Linked DNA regions of Mus musculus: regions 1, 2 and 4 are each linked to region 3. Evidence: chromatin contacts called from public Hi-C and promoter capture Hi-C data. All regions are on one chromosome and are shown on one strand. The core of a region is the stretch at or near the end of the contact, and the rest is flanking DNA. Distances in the headings are between cores, read along the strand shown.

Evidence for each region. Promoter capture Hi-C pulls out the DNA fragments that hold promoters and counts their contacts. A called contact is a pair of places that touch in the nucleus more often than the background predicts.
Region 1: a contact with region 3 is called in a promoter capture Hi-C map of hematopoietic stem and progenitor cells. The contact joins the promoter of Rnf145 here to the promoter of Mat2b in region 3. A contact is called at or near these places in 3 of 39 promoter capture datasets (the HPC-7 cell line, cranial neural crest and hematopoietic stem and progenitor cells).
Region 2: a contact with region 3 is called in a Hi-C map of the CH12 cell line, with 3 times the contacts expected there. The contact joins the promoter of Rars here to the promoter of Mat2b in region 3. A contact is called at or near these places in 5 of 39 promoter capture datasets (the C10 cell line, cranial neural crest, hematopoietic stem and progenitor cells and 1 more) and 8 of 484 Hi-C or Micro-C datasets (the Ba/F3 cell line, the CH12 cell line, the G1E-ER4 cell line and 3 more).
Region 4: a promoter capture Hi-C map of pre-B cells shows a contact between it and region 3. The contact joins the promoter of Ttc1 here to the promoter of Mat2b in region 3. A contact is called at or near these places in 3 of 39 promoter capture datasets (cranial neural crest, frontonasal cranial neural crest and pre-B cells).

The regions. Positions count from the first base shown.
Region 1 is chr11:44,516,874-44,520,829 of GRCm38.p6, reverse strand. It overlaps Rnf145 (ring finger protein 145), which reads right to left and starts at 1,874. Exons shown (of 11, transcript NM_028862.4): 1 at 1,556-1,874.
Region 2 is chr11:35,832,145-35,836,024 of GRCm38.p6, reverse strand. Rars (arginyl-tRNA synthetase) reads left to right here and starts at 1,497. Exons shown (of 15, transcript NM_025936.3): 1 at 1,497-1,588; 2 at 2,719-2,853. The coding sequence starts at 1,544.
Region 3 is chr11:40,690,658-40,694,668 of GRCm38.p6, reverse strand. Mat2b (methionine adenosyltransferase II, beta) reads left to right here and starts at 1,987. Exons shown (of 7, transcript NM_134017.2): 1 at 1,987-2,191. The coding sequence starts at 2,129.
Region 4 is chr11:43,746,315-43,749,924 of GRCm38.p6, reverse strand. Ttc1 (tetratricopeptide repeat domain 1) reads left to right here and starts at 1,917. Exons shown (of 8, transcript NM_133795.2): 1 at 1,917-2,003.

The DNA of each region.
Region 1 (3,956 bases), core at 625-3,124, 3.8 Mb before region 3:
AACAAACAAAACAAAAAACAAAAAAACAAAAACAAAAACGAGAGGGCGAAGCTGGACCCTAAAATCCGAAAGTAACTCCGCCCAGAAAGGAGACCAGGAAAGAGAACTTCCTTACATAAGCGCTGGCACACGTTTTAAATATAGCTAATCCTCCCCACTCCCACTGTGTTGCTAGCTAACTTTGTAGGGACTTGGTTTCCACAGAAACTACTAGCAATCCTGTGATTCCTCATCATCTCCGAAACCACATCCACAGATAAGAGTCCACCCTCCAGTGAAAGAGCCATCGTCCAACCTAAGGGCCCGACACAGAGAAGGAAAACAACGCTACCTCTGCCATTGGACGCTCAGCCTAGGTCACGACTGCAGCACCGGCAGCTCATCCTTTTGGGTCTGGTTCAAGATTCACAAAACTGCACACTCGGTATTTTATAAAATAAAGACAGACACACACACACACCCCTTCCTTTCAGACTAGTTTCCTGTTTACTGCAGACAGAGATGCAAAGCCATCCATTAATCTTTGATGCCTTCCCACTGCAAAGGCCCCTTCCCCCGCCCCATCTCACTCTCTCCCCGCACCTCCCCCAACCCCGCCTGCTTTGCTCAGATACATTTGAACTGTAGTAACCCCAAGCCAGCTCGCCGCAAGCAGGCAGCGAGCACAGCACAGCAGCGCGGCACGGACGCAGCAGCCCCAAGGCTAGGGGATTACGTGGAGCAGAAACTCTGCCAGGAAGAGAAGCCCGGGTGCTCCCTGCCTCGCCAAGGGTGCTGGCTCTACCGCGCCTCATAAGGCGCGCTTATATGAGTCAAGTTCCTAACCCTTAGATAGAATAGGGGGTTCATTCCACAAAGGTCCTAGGGTGGGAAAGCAGAACTGGAGAGGGCGAACCCAGGGATGGCGAGCGGGAAAAGGAACACAGTAAGAGAGAGATGAGCTGCTCGTGACTGAAGAGAGGCGCACTGCACACTAAGCCAGGGGTCCCCCTATTCTTTGGGCTTGGCAGGTCTTTCTGAAACCCGCAACCTGCACCGCCTGCACATGGTTAGGCTGAGTTAAGGGGCTGCGAGGTGAGGAGACGCCAGGGAAGAGGGAAGAAGCTTGAAAGCAAAAAGAGTGAACAGAAACGCAAAAGACGAAAAGTTAGAAATGCAAACCTGAGCAAAGGAGCCCGGACTGGACACCTCTGCCAGAGAGACCGGGAAAGGCCTTGCAACCGGGGTACAGGAGAGCAGAGAGGGGTGAGCCCCAATGAGGGCATCTCAGGAATGTGAGGGTTCTCTCCCTCTCCAGGCGCGGGAGGAAAGAAGGATGGAAGGTGGTGAGGAGGCAGCCGAGGCCCCGGGAACGAGTATGAGGCTCTGCGAGGAGGTCGCAGGAGACTGATCGCTGCTCAGGGGTGGGCGGGAGGGCGCGGTGCGGAGGGGGACCAGGCCGGGGCCAAGAGCCGGAGAAGGAGGGGGCGCGGCGGGGAGGAGCGAGGGTGGGGGAGGGGAGGGGAGGCGCAGTGGGCAGCAGGCCTGCGGGATGCTCCCGGCTGACCGCAGTCACCTGGAGCCGCAGCCTCCCTGCCTGCGGGGCGGCACTGGGGATGGCGGTGTCCGCTGCTGCCCGGCTCCGATTCCCGCCCCTCCGGTGAGATCTTCGGTTCCGACGGCGGGGGGCCCGGTTTGCGCGGCTCACAGCGGCGGCTCTCCCGCGTCCGGCCTCGGCTGCGGCGTCTCGGGAGGCGGAGGCAGCGGAAGCGGCCCGAACCGTGAGGTCACCATCCTCCGCGGCGACAAAGGCGCTCCCGGGCCGAGCGCCGGCACCAGCGCCCGGCGGCCGCCATGGCCTGGTCCCCGCGCTCCGGCTCCGCCCCCCGCGCTCTGCGGCGACCGCCGGCTCGCGCGCTCTGCGCCTGCGCGCGAGCTCGCCATCGCCCGGCCCCCGTGCGCCCACGCTCACTCACAATCGCGCACGGCGGGATCTTCCCGCACCGCCTCCGTTGAGTGGGCCCGAAACGCCGGCTTCTCTTTGGTGCTGGTCCGGCAGACTATTCCAAGGAAGGGTGAGGCGACACCGGGACATGCACTGTGACCCCAGCCATTCTGACACGTGTTCGCGCTCACTCCGCAGACACCACGAGCCGCACGCGCCCACACCTACACTCACCTGCTGGGACCACGTGGGACAATGTGAAAGGCTGGTCCCTGCCGCGTGCAAACCCAGAGCAATTTTTAACTCTCTCCTTGACTAGACTAAGACTCGTCTCTAAGGCATCAGGGACGACGAAGAGTAAAATGCTGGATGAGTGAATGGTTTGGAATTGCTCCCTGGGACTGTATTCCGGCTCCTTCGTTTGGTGCAAATGATTAACTACTGTATGAAAATAAAAGGTGTAAATAGGTTTGCCATTTCTTTTGGTTCAAGGTTCAAACCACATTAGTGTGCACACACCCTTTCCCTGAAACCCTTTTGTTCTGCTCTAGTCTCCTAATACTATGGCACATTCTTGCCGTATTATAAATGTAGAAGCTTTTAGAGCAGGATCTGTGTCTATATAGTATATAAGCTTGCTGAGGACTTAAGCTGATCTTTGCAGGGATCTATTACTACGTTCATCTGTATTACCATTGCCTCGCTATTACCTTCTGCCATTTGCTCTGTTGTTCCTTGCTTTTAGTTTAGTCCCTTGAGAATCAGTTGCCACTAGAAACTAGTGTGGCCTTTCATTAGGCAGTGCCTAGGTAACAGAAGATGAACACCAAGTGATTTGTAAGGCATTGCAACCATTCTGGCTCATTCGGAAACTTGCCAAGAGCCTCCACCTTACAATCTGTACAAGACAAAATGAGTATTCTTTGATGTTTATGTGTCCTTGTCCACTGCTTATGAGACACATACACCCACGATTCTGAACCTCTGGGTCTCCCCTGCTATAAAACTGTAAACACAACCTCTACATATACAAGGTCATCAGAGCAGGAGAGATGGCTTAGCTCTTAAGAGCCCTTTTTGTTCTTCTAGAGAACACCCCACCCCCAGGTTCAATTCTCAGCACCCAGGTGTAGCTGGTAACTCGAGTCCCAGAGGATCTGACGCCCTCTTCTGGCCTCCATGGACACTACAAACATGTGGTGCTCAGACATATCTGCAGACAAAACATTCATAGATGTAAAATAAGTAATATGTAGCCAAAGCCATCACTAAAGTTCACAGTAGCATATCTCCCTCCCATTTTCTGTGACTGTGATAAAACTTGGACAGAATTTATGGAGAATGGGTGTGTTTCAGCTCACTGTTTAACGCACAGTCCCTCGTGGGGCAGGTTAAGGCATCAGGAACTTGAAACAGCTGGTCACTTCACCCAGAGTCTAGAAGCAGAGAGTGATGTGAATGCATGCATGTCACTGCTCACTGCCTCATGTTCCTCACTCGTAAGCAGTGCAGGATGCCCTATCCAAGGAATGGCATCACACTAATCAAGAGAATGTCCTCAGGAGCCATGGTCCCATGTGACTAATTTTGTCAAATTGATGATTATCGGTAACTGTCACCTACTAGCTTCATAGCAGGGTTTAAATGTTTCTGGGGGTTCTGTTCATAACTCGTTATAGCCACTTTTGTTTGGATCCCTTAGGCCACCTTGGAATAACCATTAAACCTGTCACATCACAGAGCAGTGGTTTCATGAGTCTCTTCTGTATGTAGCCTCCTAGGTAAAAATCCTCACTGGCTGATGGTTGCAATAGGAAGCTGCCTATGCTAGCAACAGCTTTCCTTGGCTTTTACTCTCAAAGTTTCACTGCTGGCTAAGGCAGGAAAATATGTGGCCAGAAACACAGAATAAAGAATTCAAAATGCATATAACACTAAACTTGAATTGGTTGCCTTTGTCCTCAGGTAAATTTCAGAGTTTTGACAATATTTAAAAGTTTCATTAGATTCATGCTTTGCCTTAGTGGAAGGG
Region 2 (3,880 bases), core at 248-2,747, 4.9 Mb after region 3:
TTTGCTTGCTTACCTGGAGACAGGTCCTTACTCTACAGTCCTAAAACTCACTAACTCAGGCTGGAATGAATTCACAGCAATCACAGTGTTGTGTGTGTGTGTGTGTGTGTGTTTTTAACATTTTTTTATGTGCTGTGGTGATAGCCAAGTGCCTTAATGCAGCATTTTCTCAAAGTGGGTATAGGTACCACTGGTGACAATATAGAAAACTATAGGCCCGGAGAGGCAGCAGATGTAATCCCAGAACACAGGAAATGCTTGAGTTTTAGGCCAGCCCGCTCTACCTAGCAAAAAGAAAACACAGGTAGATATGGCTGCATTCTTTATTATCTATAATAATATGTTGATTGTTTTTGAAAGTTTATCTATTTTATGTATATGGGTGTTTTGTCTGCATGTATGCTTGCACACCAGGAGAGAGCATCAAATCCCAGGGAACTACATGTTCATAGGTGAGTGTGAGCTGCCATGTGAATACTGGGATCAAACTAGGACCTCTGGGGGAAAAAAAAACAGCCAGTGCTCTCAACCACTGAGCCACCTCTCAAGTCCTATATTTATTTAATATGTAGCATCTTTAGCCCACACACTCAGCCCATGGATTCATAGATATTATTGTTTAGGATGAAGATAAGTAAATTTTAACGTGAACTAAATCCATCTTGGTGGTAAAACCACGTTACCACGACCCTTGGAAGGTGGAAAGAAAAAGATCAGAAGTTCAAGACAAAAGATCAGAAGCTCAGCTAAATGCAAGACTACCCTGGGCTACATCTTTCAAACGAACAGAAGAGCCTGAGAGATGCTCCAAGAGGCTGCCTGGCTCAAGTCATTGTACCACCTTCCTTTCTTGGTAATTAAAACATTGTTTGCCTGGTAAGGAGGCTGAGGCAGGAGGATGGAGAGTCAAAGGTCAGAGTGGAATACAAAAAGTCTACACATGCACATGTGCGCGTGCACGCGCGCACTACACATACAATGAAAAGGAAAGCCATTGTTTTCTCTTTCCCCTTTCAGGCAGTCTCCATTAGTTTAAGGACCTTTTTTTATCATACATTCTAAACATCTTCACATCCTGGAGAGAGTATCTAGCACCTTAATGTGAACAACAACAAAAATGCCTGTTTAACAGAGGGATGAGTTGCAGGCAGTGGTGGCGCATGCCTTTAATCCCAGCACTTGGGAGGCAGAGGTAGGTGGATTTCTGAGTTCGAGGTCAGCCTGGTCTACAGAGGGAGTTCCAGGACAGCCAGGGCTAGAAACCCTGTCTCGAAAAAAACAAAAACAAAAAACACAAAAAATCAAAACAAAAGAGGGATGGGTTCTGTGCCCATGCCCGCGCCATGCCTCCAAGCAGAGGGTAGGTTGCTTTGGCCTGCTCCCCGCCTCTCTCGCAGTGTCTCCTGGATCCCGTTAGGGGGCAGCAGAGGGCGCGCCCTGAAAAACCAAAAACAGTGACTTACCCGGGTAGGAATTTCCGTTTCCGGCCCAAACTAGACACTTCCGCTTCCGGCCGCTTGGCATGTGAGTCGCTGACGAGAGGATGGACGGTCTGGTGGCTCAGTGCTCCGCGCGGTTGCTGCAGCAGGTTTGTCCCTGGGCGGGGCGGAGGGCTCTGGAGCGGGCGGCGGCGGGGCAGAGTCCGCAGTGGCTTCCACAGGCGGCCGCGGCGACCCCAGTCCGGGACCTCGGGGCTTGCGAAGCCTTGCTGCTCCGCTGGCCCTTTCCTCTTGGCCGGGTCGTGCGACTGTCACTCAGAGAAGAGAGGGTGGACAGCGAGCGAGGCTCACTCTGCTGGTCGCCCAGGCCAGGTTAGAGCAGGACAGGTGTGCCCTGAGACCCAGCCGGAAACTTCCCAAGAAGCCGCCAGTGTTGGTCTGGAACAGTGTCACAATTTTGAAAAACGAAAGTAAGACCAGCCCCTTTTCTTTTTCGGGCCTAGACACTAGCGTTAGGAACTCAGTTTGTCTAAGTCTTCCCTGGACAATAACTGCTTTTATGCAAATCATCCCCGAGGTGCAAAATAAATGGACAAGCTCTTTACTGCTGAGTCCAGTGAATAGTAGCAGATCTTGGAGAGATGGGGAAAAAAAAAACCATATATATATGAAGTTTACGTAGACCCAGAAAAGGCAAAGACGGACACTTGAGTGATTTCGAATATGACAAAAGATGGATTGACTCCTTTTTGTCTCGGGATCTAACCCAGAGCCAAGGCCTATGTGTGGCAAGCAGCACTGAGGGGTGCAAGTCCCCAACTCCTACTGATGTTTGTTGGTTTGTTTTGTCGTTTTTGATTTGGTTTGGTTTTTTTTAGTCCCAAGTCATTAGATTTAGCAACACAGGTAGTAAAGCCAGAAACTTGTACTCTGACTAAATCAGGATGCACCTAGCTAAAGAAGAGACTTCCGTGTTTGACTCTGGCCCTGGACTTTCAACTCACAGCCTCTCAACTGCTAGGACTGGAGATGTGTACTGCCATGCACACTTGGCTGAGTTATATTCTCTGCCCCGCAGTCCCTCATCCCCAGCACACACATGTGAACTCAGTTCCATCTCATAAAGGATGATTGCTGACGTCAGTAAAATCATTGCAAAGTCCATTCTCATTTTTCTACCCCACATGTTGTGGAGAGCGAAATGAGGAAGTCTGTGGTAAGGTTTGCCATTATCCGGGAAGCATTTGTTTGACCTGGAAAAGTTGCCTTTCCCTTACAGGAAAGGGAGATTAAGGCTCTGACTGCTGAGATCGACCGGCTGAAGAACTGTGGCTGCTTGGAAGCTTCTCCAAGTTTGGAACAGTTACGAGAAGAAAATTTAAAATTGAAGTATAGGCTGAATATTCTTCGAAGGGTAAGTGCTCCGGATGTTTTCAAATAATTTGTTGTTGCTGTTGTTGTTGTTACTGAAGATTCTAGAAGTACGTGCTATAAGAATTGAGAAGAGGAGTTTGTTTAGAAATCAGTTTTCCTGCATAAGGCAAGTTAGGACTCATTAGGCTGGAGAAAGTGGGGCGGCACTGGCTTCCCAGGGCCCTTTTAAGTAGTTTATTATGATACCCCTTTTAAGTGGTTCATTACGATGGTTTAATGGTTTGGAAGTTGAGATTTCTTCAAAGGCTTATGTCCATGCTGTCAAAGGAATGTCTTTTGTTTTTAAAACCATTTTAACTACTGTAAAAGAAACAGTTTCTCAGGAGCAACTAACAGGGATGTTTTAAAATGCACTCACTGATTCCTAACTCCTCTGCAATGAAGTTGTTTATTTTGCAGTTTTGTGTTATGCTTTATAGCATCTTTTGGGGTTCTTTTCATTTAATGTTGCGAAACTTTCTCTGCCTCTCCTCCTCCCCATCCAACAGCCTCTCTATACAGACCAGGCTGGCTTCTGGGCTGGGCTGCCTCCATCTTGAAGTGCATTTTCTTCTTCTGTGTCTCTCAGGCTGGGTTTACAGGTGTGTACTACCATGCCACCATTTGAATAGCCTTACAGTCCAGCAATGCTTATCAATGTAGTTTGTTTGTTTGTTTGTTTTAAAGAAAGCCTACCTTCAGCTTCTTTGGCCTGCCTTTCAGGTTTGCTGATGACACAGCCTAGCATGTTGCCTCATTCATTGTTCTCCAGTGTGTGTACTTCCTTCTGGATTGCACAGGCACCGCTCCAAGTCCTCATCTCAGGCGTCTGACCAGTCCTTTGAAGCACTTTATTATCTGTGTGGAGGCAGCTGTGCTCAGATAGCTTTGTCAAGTGCTTGTGCGCTGCTGAAGGAAGTAAGGGAAATAAATCCACAGCTGTGGTGAAAACAAACTTCTCTGTGTGCAAGAGACAAGGGCAGGCTGATCTTTTAGTTCCAGACCAGCCTGGTCTACAGAGTGAGTCT
Region 3 (4,011 bases), core at 738-3,237:
TGGTACACAGAATAAACTATCTAGGGTTTCTGACCCAGGAAATCAAGCCCAGTTTAATAAATAAGACGTGAAGCAGAACGATAATTTCATTCTCCACATTGAGTGCAACTGTAGTGAAGGCTCTGTGTAGTGCAAGATTTAACCCGTGGTGCATGCCCAGGTTTTTTGTCTTTTGTCTTTTGTCTTGTGGAGCTTGAATCTGCTAATGGGACTTTCAGTTCCAGTTTGCACTCTTTGAGACGTGACTCCCCAACCCCCATCGGAAGTCAGACATTGGCTGTAAACAGAGCCTTTTCTTATTAAATAAGCTATACCCAACTTTTGCCTGACTTGTGTCAAACCGTACTCTTATATATAGGCAAGCAAACATTTTCTCACTCTCTTCACAAGGTTGCTCTGAGAATCACACTAATTGTGGAAAATTTTGAGTCTTCCTATTGAGTACATTTTATGATCCCCTCTAGGAAGCAAACTACACACACATCAACCAGAAACTTGAAATATTCTCACTTTTAATTAGGATGAGGGATCTTGGATTTGTCCCTCCCTCGGACTTCTAATTATTATTATAATTTAGTGTTGGGATAGCTAGCCCTTTTAATAACCATAAGACCCGGATTATAAAAAAAAAATTCGAAAAGTAGGGAGCCTTAGGCTGCCTTTGTTTGCTCTTCCAAAGAGTGAGGGAATAAATTCTTTAGTGGGGGGGGGTGGGGTGGGGGGGTGGGAGAAAAACTATCACCTGACTGAGGAAAACTTTTCCCAAGGGGCAGCTTAATCCTTAGTCTAAAAATAAACCAAAAGGATTCTGAAAATGAGGCCTTTGGGGGTAATTCAGGCAGTGGTCACGTTTTGGGGCGAGTTTTGAAATCCCTTATCGTGGGTGTCTGGATGGGAATAGATTGTTGGGTAGAGAGTGGGCGGAGAAAAAGTGTGCCCGGGCTTTTTTTCAGGGTAAATTTCACTGGCTTGCCTGTTGCTGTGCTTCGGAGCTTGTAACCTGCAGGTTACAGTTGAGAGCTGAGTCAGACCCTGCGAGCTGTTGTTTCTGATTAACTTTTGAACAACCACACAGGGCTGGAAGGAGCGCCTGGCATTCCGCCCTTCCTTGGCTCCCTCATTTTAAGTCTTAGCAGCTCCTCCTTGGCTTGGCTCCAGCAGCCCCGGGCGTCGTCGTCCCCTAAGTGAAGCCTCCAAAGGGCAGCCAGGACGCCTGTTAAATCTACTTAAAAGTTGACTGGGCTTGTTAGCACAGTTGAGTTTCTCCTGTGGTTCTGCGGGGGGGGAAATACGAAGAACCTGCCTTTTAGAAAGTAACATTCTCTCCCACACCTTTTTATTTTTAATTAGCTAAAAATAAACAGTTTTCAAACTTCACAGCATTTTTTTTTTAGCATTCCAGAAAAACATAGCTTTCAGGGATGTTAATGACTCTGAGCACAGTCCTATTTTTATTCTTTCTTCTTGCCTTAAAGGACGAACCGCACCTTGCCTAGGTTGGTTGTTCACTCCTGTAACCCTTTGATGCCTTTGGACAAGGAAACTAGAGAGGATCAGAAATTGCAGGTCTTTCTCTGAGCCCAAGGCCAGCCTGAGGTTCGGACTGCCTAAAACCAACTCAGTCCAGCCTTAGCTCTGTGTTCACGGGACAACCCTTACCTTCTTGCCTCCTAACTTTACAGATGTTTTAGTCTATTTTCTATAATACATGCTTGGTTGACTCCTAGGCATTTCGCAGTCTGCAAACCTAGGCGAATCGATTCCTTACCCTTCACTAAGAAGGAATAAGTAGGAGAGATTTTAAAAAAACAAACAAAAAAGCCAACACTCTTAAACCCAAGGAAGCCTGCATCCATCGCTTGGCACCAGTGCCTGCGTTCTAACGCTCTATCTCCTTAAGAACTGGCACATGGGCTGACAGCGTCCCTTGAGGTTCCGCCCCTTTTTGAACGCGTGGCGAGAGGCGGCCAATCAACAGGCGCGGCCAGGGCGGCGGAAGCCGGAAGCGGCAGCCGGGGTCGGCCTGGGCCTAGGGGAGGAGGGCCAAGGGCGCGGGCGCTGCGGCCCCTGGCAGTGCTGCGCTAGTGGAGCTTGCGGTCGCGACTGAAGCGGCGCAAAGACTGCGGGCATGGTGGGCCGGGAGAAGGAGCTCTCCATCCACTTCGTCCCCGGCTGCTGCCAGCTGGTGGAGGTGAGCTTCGGGGCATGGAGCCGGGGTGGCGCCTTTGAGTTTGTTTACCTCTCTCCCTGTAGGGCTGCGCTCACGCCCGCTGCAGCCCGGGGAGCGCGGAGGTGGAGACTCCCGGTGCCTCCCGCCGCCTCCCGCGGGCTGGCTCCCGTTTCAGTAGTCATCATCTTTGTTTTGTGTTCCTGGATCTTTAAGGACAGGGGGAGAGTGACTTTCCATAAATGGCGGTGTCGGCGGGGTCAACTTGGTGAATTCATAGTTTGCACGGGGCGGGTTCCTTGAGGCACTTTTAAGGCTGTCAGGATTTCCGACTGTGCGGTGCTGTGAACGCTCAGGCTCCCTGGTAGGCAGACGGGCACCGCCTCGAGTTTATTCAGGAAGGTTTGAGCAGGAATTCCAGTGTTGGGCTTTTAGCTTCTACGTTTTCTGAACCGCTGTATTTTGCGTGGTGGAAGACTGCTGAAAGAAATTGCATGTCTGGTAAACTTCCCCCAGCATGTTTCCAAGTCTGGTCCACGGTCCCGTGTTTCAAGCCCGTTAAGTACTTACTGACCTACAGAATGTATCCAGCACAGTCGATGAACTAATGTGTCTTGCTGATATAAAAACGCCTAGGATGTGGCCAGTTTTTTTTTTTTTTTTAATGCAAACTTTTAATTTGGGGGAGGGTCCTGTGCTTGCTAGAGTTACTAGAGATAAGGGAGTCCCTATTGAGATGAGGGATTCTTGTTAAGAGTATACCGCCATAAGATTAGGCTATTATTAGGTGAACCTGTAGCGCCTTTTCTTAATTGGCGATTGACTTGGGAGGACGGAGCCCCTGGGCTGTTATAGTCCTGAGTTGTTTAGGAAAGCTGGCTGAGGAATTAAGCAGTTTTCACAAGGCCTGTGTGAGCTCCTGCCTCCAGGGTCTTGTCCTAACTTCCTTCAGGGGCGAACAGTGATGTGGAAATGGTAAGCTAAGTACCTCCTGCCAAACAATGCTTTGATGTTTTCACACAGCAATAGAAACCCAAACTAGAACTCAGTATGTGTTGTCCAGGCTGGCCTTGGACTCAGATGCTTCTGCCTCGAGGAGTGCTGGGATTGAAGATCTGAGCCACCACAACCAGTTGATAATGGGAAATTTTTACATTTGCGTGATGCACATTCAATATTATCTCCAAATGGCTGGGCCTTAGCCAAAGTTCGAATGTATTTGCAGTTCCAGACTGGTGACGGCATGTGACCAAAGGTGTGTGCGTATGAGCATGTATTCGTGTAGGCTTAATGCATTTCCCCAGTTCAGTAAAAGAAAAGTAGAGAGTGGTAAACTGAGTGTGCTAACTCATGTCTGTAATCTCAGTACTCAGGAAGTTTGTAGTGGTGAGGAGATGTGATTGCTTTTTAGGGTGGTTTTTTGTTTGTTTGTTTGTTTTTTCTTTCTGTTGTTGCATTTGTTTGTTTGTTTTAAACAGTCTCACTGTGTATTCATGGCTGTCCTCAAATCCCCGGAGATCTGCGTGGCTCCACCTCCAGTGGGCTGGGATTGATGATGCCACCACACCCAGCAACCTTTTTCATTAAAAAAAAAAATGGTACAGTAGCTGAGCGTGGCGGCTTATACTTCAGTCCCATCACTCTAAAAGCTGAGGCAGGAATGATTATCAGGCAAGCCAAGGTTACATAGTGAGACCCTGTTTCATAAAAGCAGATAACAGGCAGAAGGTGCAGACAGCTGGAATCTGCATGCTGGTGTTGCTCTCTCAACCTGTGCAACTGACATTCACTCTTGTTGCCAGCTGAGACTTGGCATAGTTAATGTTAGTGAGGCAGCCTGATAC
Region 4 (3,610 bases), core at 668-3,167, 3.1 Mb before region 3:
ATTTCTGAGTTCGAGGTCAGCCTGGCCTGCAGAGTGAGTTCCAGGACAGCCAGGGCTATACAGAGAAACCCTGTTTGACAAAAAAAAACAAAACAAACAAACAAACAAACAATAAAGGATGTGGTATACGTGGTATACTTTTTCAATGCTTTTATCACGGTAAATATTTACTCAAAATTTTAAGAAAAACTCCTGCTATTAGTTCATCTTTTCAAGTGAACCAAATTACATAAACAACTATGGAAAATAACACCAGAATCGTATACTTTTCATTTCTTTTGTTGAGTATTAGTATTTATCAGGAAAGGGAGAGATAGAGAGAGGTGGATAAAGGTGTGTGAATGACATATAGGTGTGGATGAGAAGACAACATTCAGGGGCTAGTTCTCTCCTTCTACCACATGTTCCTGGAGATCAGACTCTGGTCAGCAAGCTTGCTGGCAAGTGCCTTATTGTCACACTAAGTCATCTCTCATCTCCCTAGCCCCTCACAATCTCACAACCTTATTTGTCAGAAAATTACGAGTCAGAAATATGGCTCATGCTTCACTGGGTATGAGTATGTCTTGTTTTGTTTTGTTTTTCGAGACAGGGTTTCTCTGTTTAGCCCTGGCTGTCCTGGAACTCACTTTGTAGACCAGTCTGGCCTCGAACTCAGAAATCCCCCTGCCTCTGCCTCCCAAGTGCTGGGATTAAAGGCGTGCGCCACCACAGCCCAGCGGTATGGGTATGTCTTATGTTTCATTTCAGTGTTAAATCTTTTTTTTTTTTAATAATTCTGTATAGCTCCGGCTGTCCTCGAACTCACTCTTTAGACAAGGCTGGCCTCAACTCAGAAATCTGCCTGCCTCTGCCTCCCATGTGCTGGGATTAAAGGCAAGTGACACCACTGCCTAGCTTCTGTGTTAATTCTTAAAGTATCTACATTTAAAAACAAATAAATCAAAGGAACAGTATTTCTGTCTATGAAATTTTGTATAACTCTATGGAATTTTTTTAACTTTACTGTTATCTAATTAACTCTTCTGGTGTGCATGAGTGTTTGTTTACATGTATGCCTGTTTACCATGTGTGTGCCTGGTGGCCATGAAGTTCAGAAGAGGATCTTAAATGCCCTGGAACTGGAGTTAAAGTTGTGGTAAGCTGCTATGTGAGTACTGGGGATTGAACCCTGGTCCTCTGAAAGTGCAGTCATTGCTCTCAATTGCTAAGTCATGCTTCCTAGCCCCTTGTGGGAATTCATGACTGAGCCTAGGAGAGACTTAACCAGTCTTGATGAAAGGCTACTTTCCTTTCCGATGTCTTTTTAATTTTCTCCATCTTTGCTATCCTGTCACAAGAAGAATGGCATTGTTTCAATTTTTTGCAAATCTCTGATTTAATACAGGACAGGTGAAGGCCTGGAGGTCTAGCTCACAAATAGACGGACTTGCCTAACAGCTAGAATAATTCACCCCTTTTTGTATTCCTTCTGTTGCACTATATCAGAAGACAACCTCTGGAAAGCGCTGTACAGTCATGAGAAAATGAGTGGAAAAAGTGTGTAATATTTACTGTTTTGAAAACTGTTACTCTCCTAACAGAGCTCTTGAAAGGCACTTTGGAAACTACTGGAAAGAAATGTTTATTTAGGGACGAAGGATGTTTTCGGGTTCTTATGCACATTCCTAACATGAGGGACGCCAGAATAAAGACGTTTTTAAAGCCACAAGTAGTCGCGTTTGAAAAATTACTTTGTGCTAATTGGCAGGATTTGACATAACTCAAGATGACAGCTGAGGCTCATAGTACTGAGCCGTACAGTGACGTCACACAGCTACTTCCGCTCACTCTCTTCGAGTTGGCCACTACATTTCCCAGAATGCTTTGCCAGCAATGGCGCCATTGGCCAGCGCGGCCGGAAGTGCACCTGACTCAGGAGGAAGTAGAAGGACTCGGAGGCAGGAGCGGTGGAGAGAGGAGCTGGGAGGTTGTGAAGCCCATCGTGGGTCTCGCGGCGTTCGGTGAGGACTGTGGCCTGGGACAGGCGCGGGGTCGCGCGGGGAGGGGCTTTTCTAACCTTGACTCATAGCCGGGAGGGACGCGACACTCGAGTAAAAGCGAAGCCTGCGAGTCCTGACCCTCCCTTTTAACTTTTCCTTTTAACAGGCTAGGACGAATTCGGACTTTAACGCGACACTGGGTCATTGGCGTGGTTTTGCTGCGACCAGAGGGGTGGCAGGCACCGCAGAGGTTCTGACTCAGCTTCTAGAGCAGCAGTGGTTAATAGGATGAACGTAAAATCATCAGAGTCACTTTAAAAAAACAGAGATGCTCTGACCTGACTGCAGACCAATATTGTCAGGATCTGGGCAGCAGGGTTGCGCAGCGAGAGTTGAGAACCGGCTCTTCCAAGGCTGAGTTCTGAGTCCCTGGAGGATGCCTGTGAAAACATCTGCGCAAAGGCTCCCCTTCCAGAATTAGCTACCTAAGCTATACCGCTTGCATTTGCTTACGATGATAAGCACGATTTGGGCACAGATGCCATCTTGGGCTCCATAAGAAACTTATTCTTCGGCTCCCGGTGGCGATAGTGTCCCATTCGGACTTCATTGTTTCCTGTTGACAACTTGGTCATTTATTCTGAACAAAGATTAGAACTCTTTCTTTCTTTCTTTCTTTCTTTCTTTCTTTTTTTTTCCCCTGCAGCTGTTTTGGATTCTGTCTAATTTGTGCCATCCAGCAAGCTGCCGGACGTGGAAAAGTCACATTAAAATCAGTCTTTTCATTTAGGGTATGGATCGAGGGTGTGGTTCAGTTGTTTAAATGGCTTACATGTACCACAAAGTCTGAGATTCGGTCTCCAACACCAGTGGGAAGTGGGGATGTTAGTCTTGGTATAAGTCTGATACCATATTTGATCAGCAAGACTATCAGTTAAAATGATAATTGGCATTGAGTGTGAGTTTATTATACTCTAGTTTGGGGCTGGGGAGGGGCCTAATACAGGGTCTCATAGCCCAGGCTAGCCTCACATTTGCTGTGTAACCAAGGATGGCCTTGAACTTCTGATCTTTCTAACTACATCTCCCCAATGATGAGACTGCAGGAATGGGCCACCACAATTGGTGATATCCTGTTTTTAAAATGACTTCCTTGGACAGGCATGATCCATACTCCTTTAATCCAGCAATGGGGAGACAGAGGAGGGTGGATCTCTGAGATCAAGGCCAGCCTGATGAACAAAACAAGTTCCAGAACAGCCAGGGTCACACAGAGAAACCCTGTCTCAAAAAACAAAAACAAACAAACAAAAAAAAACAAGCCGGGCATGGTGGTGCACTCCTTTAATCTCAGCACTCAGGAGGCAGAGGCAGGCAGATTTCTGAGTTCGAGGCCAGCCTGGTCTACAAAGTGAGTTCCAGGATAGCCAGGGCTACACAGAGAAACCCTGTCTAGAAAACAAAACAAAACAAAAAAACCAATAATACTTATAAAACAAATAAATAAAAATAATGACTCCCCAGTCAAAGAAAGTCAAGCTGTGTTTGGCGGGGTTATATGTAGAAGTTTGTTTAGGTGTGAAAGACAGAAGGGTTTTTTTTTTCCATATTTTTTTTATTGGGTATTT